Regions from separate parts of the Zea mays genome. Here region 2 is linked to region 1. Evidence: chromatin contacts called from public Hi-C data. All regions are on one chromosome and are shown on one strand. Each heading gives the region's core, a stretch centred on a gene start, on an enhancer-like site or on the middle of the called end of the contact. The rest is flanking DNA. Distances are from core to core; before and after follow the strand shown. Region 1 holds the start of LOC100285209 (lrgB-like family protein). Region 2 holds the start of LOC100383166 (Plastidal glycolate/glycerate translocator 1 chloroplastic).

Region 1 (2,650 bases), core at 63-2,562:
ATACACACGTACAGTGGTATAAAGAGAATTAAATGTATTTTTGGTCTTTGAACGAGAGGTGGTTACACCTTATATACTAGAACGGAGAGAGTATTAGCTAAGGATAAGGAGATAATGAGATAATGAAATTTGGGCTGTAGCTGAAGTTTATCTAGTTCTTAGCTGACCTATTTGATTTCAAGGTAGCTAAAGTTTAAACGTTGGAACTTAACAGGACCTAGGTAGGTAGAGACAAATCAAATTCTTATGAAGAGAAACAATGACAAAAAAATAAGGTCGAGAATAATACATACAAGTGATTGCAAAAATCTTGACTCCTGAAGCCGCTGGGACATCCCTGACGGCGAGCGGCAGCACGACCAGTGACGGGACATAGAACAACGGTAGCCACCTCTGGATGAACAGCGTGGCAGGCTCAAAGAAGTCCATGAACGCCTTCGCCAGAGCAGGCACGAATGTGTCGAACACGACTAGCACAGAGAAGACGCAGAACATGCCGAAGAGGGCGCTTGGGAACTTGATGGACGCGGCAACAAATGCCTGTTTGAGGAACTTATCGGTGGCGAGCACAATGCCCAGCGACACAAGCAGATGCGCCACCCCAAGAATCTGCATACACGCATCGAGTTCAATTATTCTAGAACAGACGAAAAAGAGATGGCTTTTAGTAATACATGTAAGAGCATAATTAATGAAGGAAAATATGAAAGCGTCTTCTCACGGTGGGCAGCAGTCCTGAGGAAGCATTGCCACCTCCTGTACCAGCAGTAGACTTGAGGACGATCAGGCTGCGACGAAGGTCGGGCGATGAAGATCGCTGAAGCGTGGTGGCGCCATTGTTGGCTGGACCCATGAAGCTGGTGTTGCCGCCACCGATGCGCTTCAATGCTGCTGTTGGGCGGACCCGGACCCGGCGCGGAAAGATGGAGGAGGAAGGGGAACAGCCAGAAGAATGGGGAGGGAGCAGTCTGCATTGGCGACATCGAGGCGGAAGGGTACAGGAGCAGGCGGCCGACGTGGTGCGGGGAAGGGAGGAGAGCGGGTCGTGGCGGCAACGTAAAGTGGTAATCCTAATCATGGCGGTCGCGGCCATGGAATCGGGAATCGTTGTTAGCGCAGCGCAGAGGAAGAGGCGGCAGAGTTTGGGCTTCCCTCGTGCTGACTGATGTCTGGCGTCCGCAGCAGACGGAGGCTAGGCAAGGTGGTGACTGGTGAAGTGGTGATGGAGATTTGATTCGTCGGGATGGGATGAGATGGGAGCTACTGGACGGGCAAGGCATGGAATTGTGGCTAGAAATTATCGGCATGGCAGTGAGCGAGGATGACATTGGGATTGAGATTGTTAGGTGGCGAGACCCTCACCTCACCTGATCTCGACCTCTTCGGACGAAAGCGACGGCAGCAGCTACCAAACAAGGGCTACTGGGATAGCTTGCCGCGCCGCGCCGCCGGCGCCATTTACCGGTTGCGCTGGGTATTTAACTATTTGCCATCAGCCCATTCTAAAAATCAGGGTTGGGGTATTGATGTACCAGAAAAAAGCGCGAAAGTCCGGTTCAAAGCACATTTTTTATCGAACCTGGTTCGGCCCGCTTTTATACGGGTCTAGGCTGGCTCGTTACGAATAAGAGTGTTGGATCCGGACAGGAAACTAAGCACGGTCGCTAGCCTAACACGGTCCGTTTACCTCTAAACTCGTTAAGCCCGCTTTTTTGTACTAAATCGTGCTTACCGGTCCGTTTAACCCATTTTTGGTCCGCTTTTTCGTGCTTATCGGACTGGCCTAGCCCGTTTAGATTCGCAGCGGGCCAGGCTTAGGCAGGGAAACGAGCCCGCGAGCTTAGACAGCTCGGTCTGATTTTCTAACCGTGCCTAAAAGGTAGGGACCAAAACGGGCCGGACTGGGCGGCCCGTTTGGCCATCTCTAGGTGGGGGTGTTGGTCTCAGATATTAGAAAACCACAAAATGGGAGGAAATTAAAGGAGATAATATTCCTTTCTTGTGGGTTAGTTGAGAGCAAATGTAATAGAGAGAATTAGGAGTTAAAATTTCTTACTATTCAATTTTAAATATTAAAGAATTTTAGCCTCTTCAATTCTCTTTATTACCCTTAATCTCGAACAAACCCTTATTAAATAAAAAGAGATTTTAGTCCCTTCGATCCCCTCCAATTTTGTGGCTTCCAAACTAGGCCTTAAAGTTTAGTCGCCTTAAAGTTTAGTCCATATAAACTTTTGAATGTCTTACAAATATTAAATAAATATTAAATATAGTCTAATTATAAAATTAATTACATAGCTAAGCAAAATTTTATTAAGTATAATTAATCCATAATTAGCAAGTGTTTACTGTAGCATCACATAAATGAATCATAATCTAAGAGCATCTTCAACAGTTTTGCAAAAAATAGTCCCCTTAAAATAAATGTAGAGAGTTGCTAAATAATAACAGGGAGTAAAAGAATATGTATTCTTCAAGAGTTCTCTATTTTTGTCGCTAAATATTTTAAATTATGTCAGCTGACCTTATTTTATATAAGCATCACGCTTACGAATGTTTAAGTTTTTGTCAAAAATAGATACTGAAAGGGAAATATGGTCAAACTTTTTCCTATATTATTTTGGTGGTTGAATTGCCCAACACAAATAAT
Region 2 (2,650 bases), core at 105-2,604, 240 kb before region 1:
ACTCAGACCGTACGTCAGTCCAAAACTAACTGCATACTTGGGATCCTATTGATCGATCGAGTTTATACAAGCGTACGTATTTACCCAGAACCAACCATGTATCCCAGCACATTAGCAGCAAGCAGGAAAGGAAGGCATGTTCTTGCCGTGGTACCAAACGCCGTGGGATTGAAACATGCGACGCCGAACGACGCGACGAATATAGCTGACCATGCCCAGATCTCCGACGTGGAAAACGGCGACGGCTTCTTCGTGGGCTCCGATGGTGCAAGAAGCTCTGTCTTCACGAGTTTTCGCATGGCTAACACTGTATATCCTGCCACCGTCAGGGTAGCAAACCAGCCACCAACTGAAAAAGTAGTTTCACATCCCATGAATAGCTAAACATAACGGCTAGCACAGAAGATCCCGACAGCATATATATATATATATATATATATATATATATATATATATATATATATATATATATATATATATATATATATATATATACGCGATGAAAAGGACTCATTCATACAAGTGATTGCAAGGATCTTGATTCCTGAGGCCGCTGGAATATCCCCGACGGCGAGCGGCAGCACGACCAGTGTCGGGACGTAGAACAAGGACAGCCACCTCTGGATGAACAGCGTGGCGGGCTCAAAGAAGCCAATGAACGCCTTCGCGAGAGGAGGCACGAATGTGTCGAAGACTACGAGCACCGAGAAGACACAGAACATGCCGAAAAGGGCACTCGGGAACTTGATGGACGCGGCGACGAATGCCTGCTTGAGGAACTTGTCCATGGCGAGCAGAATGCCCAGCGACACGAGCAGATGCGCCACCCCGATAATCTGCATATATACAAGCATCAGGTTCGATTCTTGAAGAGAGAGAGAACGATGTGTCAAATATAAAGGAAAGCGTCTTCTCACGGCGGGCAGCACTCCTGTGGAAGCACTGGCGGCGTGTCCGGTGCCAGCGGTGGAGCTGGGGACGATAAGGCGGCGGCGAAGGTCGGCCGACGATGATCGTTTAAGCGTGGTGGCCTCATTGTTGGCTGGACCCATGAAGCCGGTGTCGGCGGCAGGGATGCGCTTCAGTGCTGCTGTTGGTCGGACCCGGGCCCGGCACGGAGAGACGGAGGAGGAAGGGGAGCAGCAAGAAGAATGGCGGCGGCATCGAGGAGGAAGCAGCGTACAGGACCGGGCGGCCGACGACGTAGCCCGGGGAAGGGAGGAGAGCGGGTCGTGGCGGCAACGTAGGTTGGTAATCCCAATCATGGCGGTGGCGGCCATGGAGCTCGTGGGGGTGCAGAGGGAGGAGGAAGAGACGGCAGAGTTCGGTCTCTGCTCCTCCCTCGTCTTGAGCAGACGGAGGAGGCTAGCAGGCGAGGTGGTGACGGAGACTCCATTCGTCGGGATGGGATAGGAGCTACTGAACGAGAGCGAGCGATGGAAGTGTGGCTAGAAATTATCGACATGGCAGCGAGCGAGGATGGGGTTGGGATTGAGAACGTTGGGCTGCGAGAGACCCTCACCTCACTTGATCGATCAATACAATCTCTCATCCTCTTCTTCGAGGAAAGCGACGTACGGCCGCGGGGGTCGGATTTGTGGCTGTCCACGACCCGGGGCGGAAAGCCGGAAACGGACAGAACCACAGCGGCCGGGTGCGCGTGCTCGTCGTCATCCTCCTGCTCTGCGCTCGAACTTGGTGGACGTCGCCGGCTGCAGCCATGCGTGAACGGACGGCGAGATCGGCCGTGCTACCCAGGGCCCTGCAGCACTACACTCTACACGGGGTCGCCGCCGGGAACATGAACTCCTCGTCCTCCTCCGCGCCCAACACCCTGAGCTCAAAGCCCATAGACACCCGCCGGCAGGTCACCTGAACATGGAGCGGGTTGCCGTTGGATATTTTGCTGCTGCAGAGGCAGCCAGACAGGTCACAAGCATCGTTGCGGGTTCTTGCCTTCTTGCGGGACGTTGCGCTCTCATCCAATGGGCTTCGCCGCTGAGCAGCTCACATGCTGCTGCATTCTTGCGGGACGCTGCGGGCTCTCGTCCAATGGGCTTCGCGGAACAGTTCACATGCTGCCGCAAACAAGTTGCAGCTGGTCCGCATCTGCCATAAAGCATGATTTTGCGGGGCGGACATGGGGTTCCCGTAACAACAAAACCAGCCTCGTCTGCGAGCCTAGTACCAACCAAGCGCTCCTGTCGTCAGAGATGTAATGGTACCCAAAATCCAAAAAACGAATGTGTTTTGCGTGTTACAGAGAAAAGTACCAAAGACTTCAATCCAACGGGTACGGGTTGTCGGTGTAGAAGAGTGAACTGTTGTATCGATAATAGATGGGATACAATATATATTGACTCAACCCTAACTCTAATGGGTCGGCAGTCCAACAGTGGTGTCAGCCCACACACACAGTCTAACATCCTCCCGCAGTCACAACGGGGGCACCACACACGATGAGACTAGAGTAGAGGCCGAATGTAGGAGCCGACGGGTTGAAATCCCCCCGCAGTCGCAGCGTCGTAATGGTGCGAATGTTGCGGCTAGAGTAGAGACCGGTGTGTGCTCCAAGAAGACGATAGCCCCTAGATGCCGAGGTAGCCAAAGTCGAGGTGGTCGCGGTCGGGAGACACGCAACAGAAGCCTG

What was found. Hi-C and Micro-C count contacts between places; a contact is called where the count stands out from the background.
Region 2: a Hi-C map of leaf shows a contact between it and region 1, with 5 times the contacts expected there. The contact joins the promoter of LOC100383166 here to the promoter of LOC100285209 in region 1. A contact is called at or near these places in 5 of 25 Hi-C or Micro-C datasets (bundle sheath, endosperm, leaf and 1 more) and 1 of 3 datasets of contacts at active chromatin or transcription factors (leaf).

Annotation. Positions count from the first base shown.
Region 1 is chr1:107,084,654-107,087,303 of Zm-B73-REFERENCE-NAM-5.0, forward strand. LOC100285209 (lrgB-like family protein) reads right to left here and starts at 1,313. Exons shown (of 8, transcript NM_001158103.2): 1 at 722-1,313; 2 at 294-609. The coding sequence starts at 1,093.
Region 2 is chr1:106,845,133-106,847,782 of Zm-B73-REFERENCE-NAM-5.0, forward strand. LOC100383166 (Plastidal glycolate/glycerate translocator 1 chloroplastic) reads right to left here and starts at 1,355. Exons shown (of 8, transcript NM_001175831.1): 1 at 918-1,355; 2 at 521-836; 3 at 85-349. The coding sequence starts at 1,280.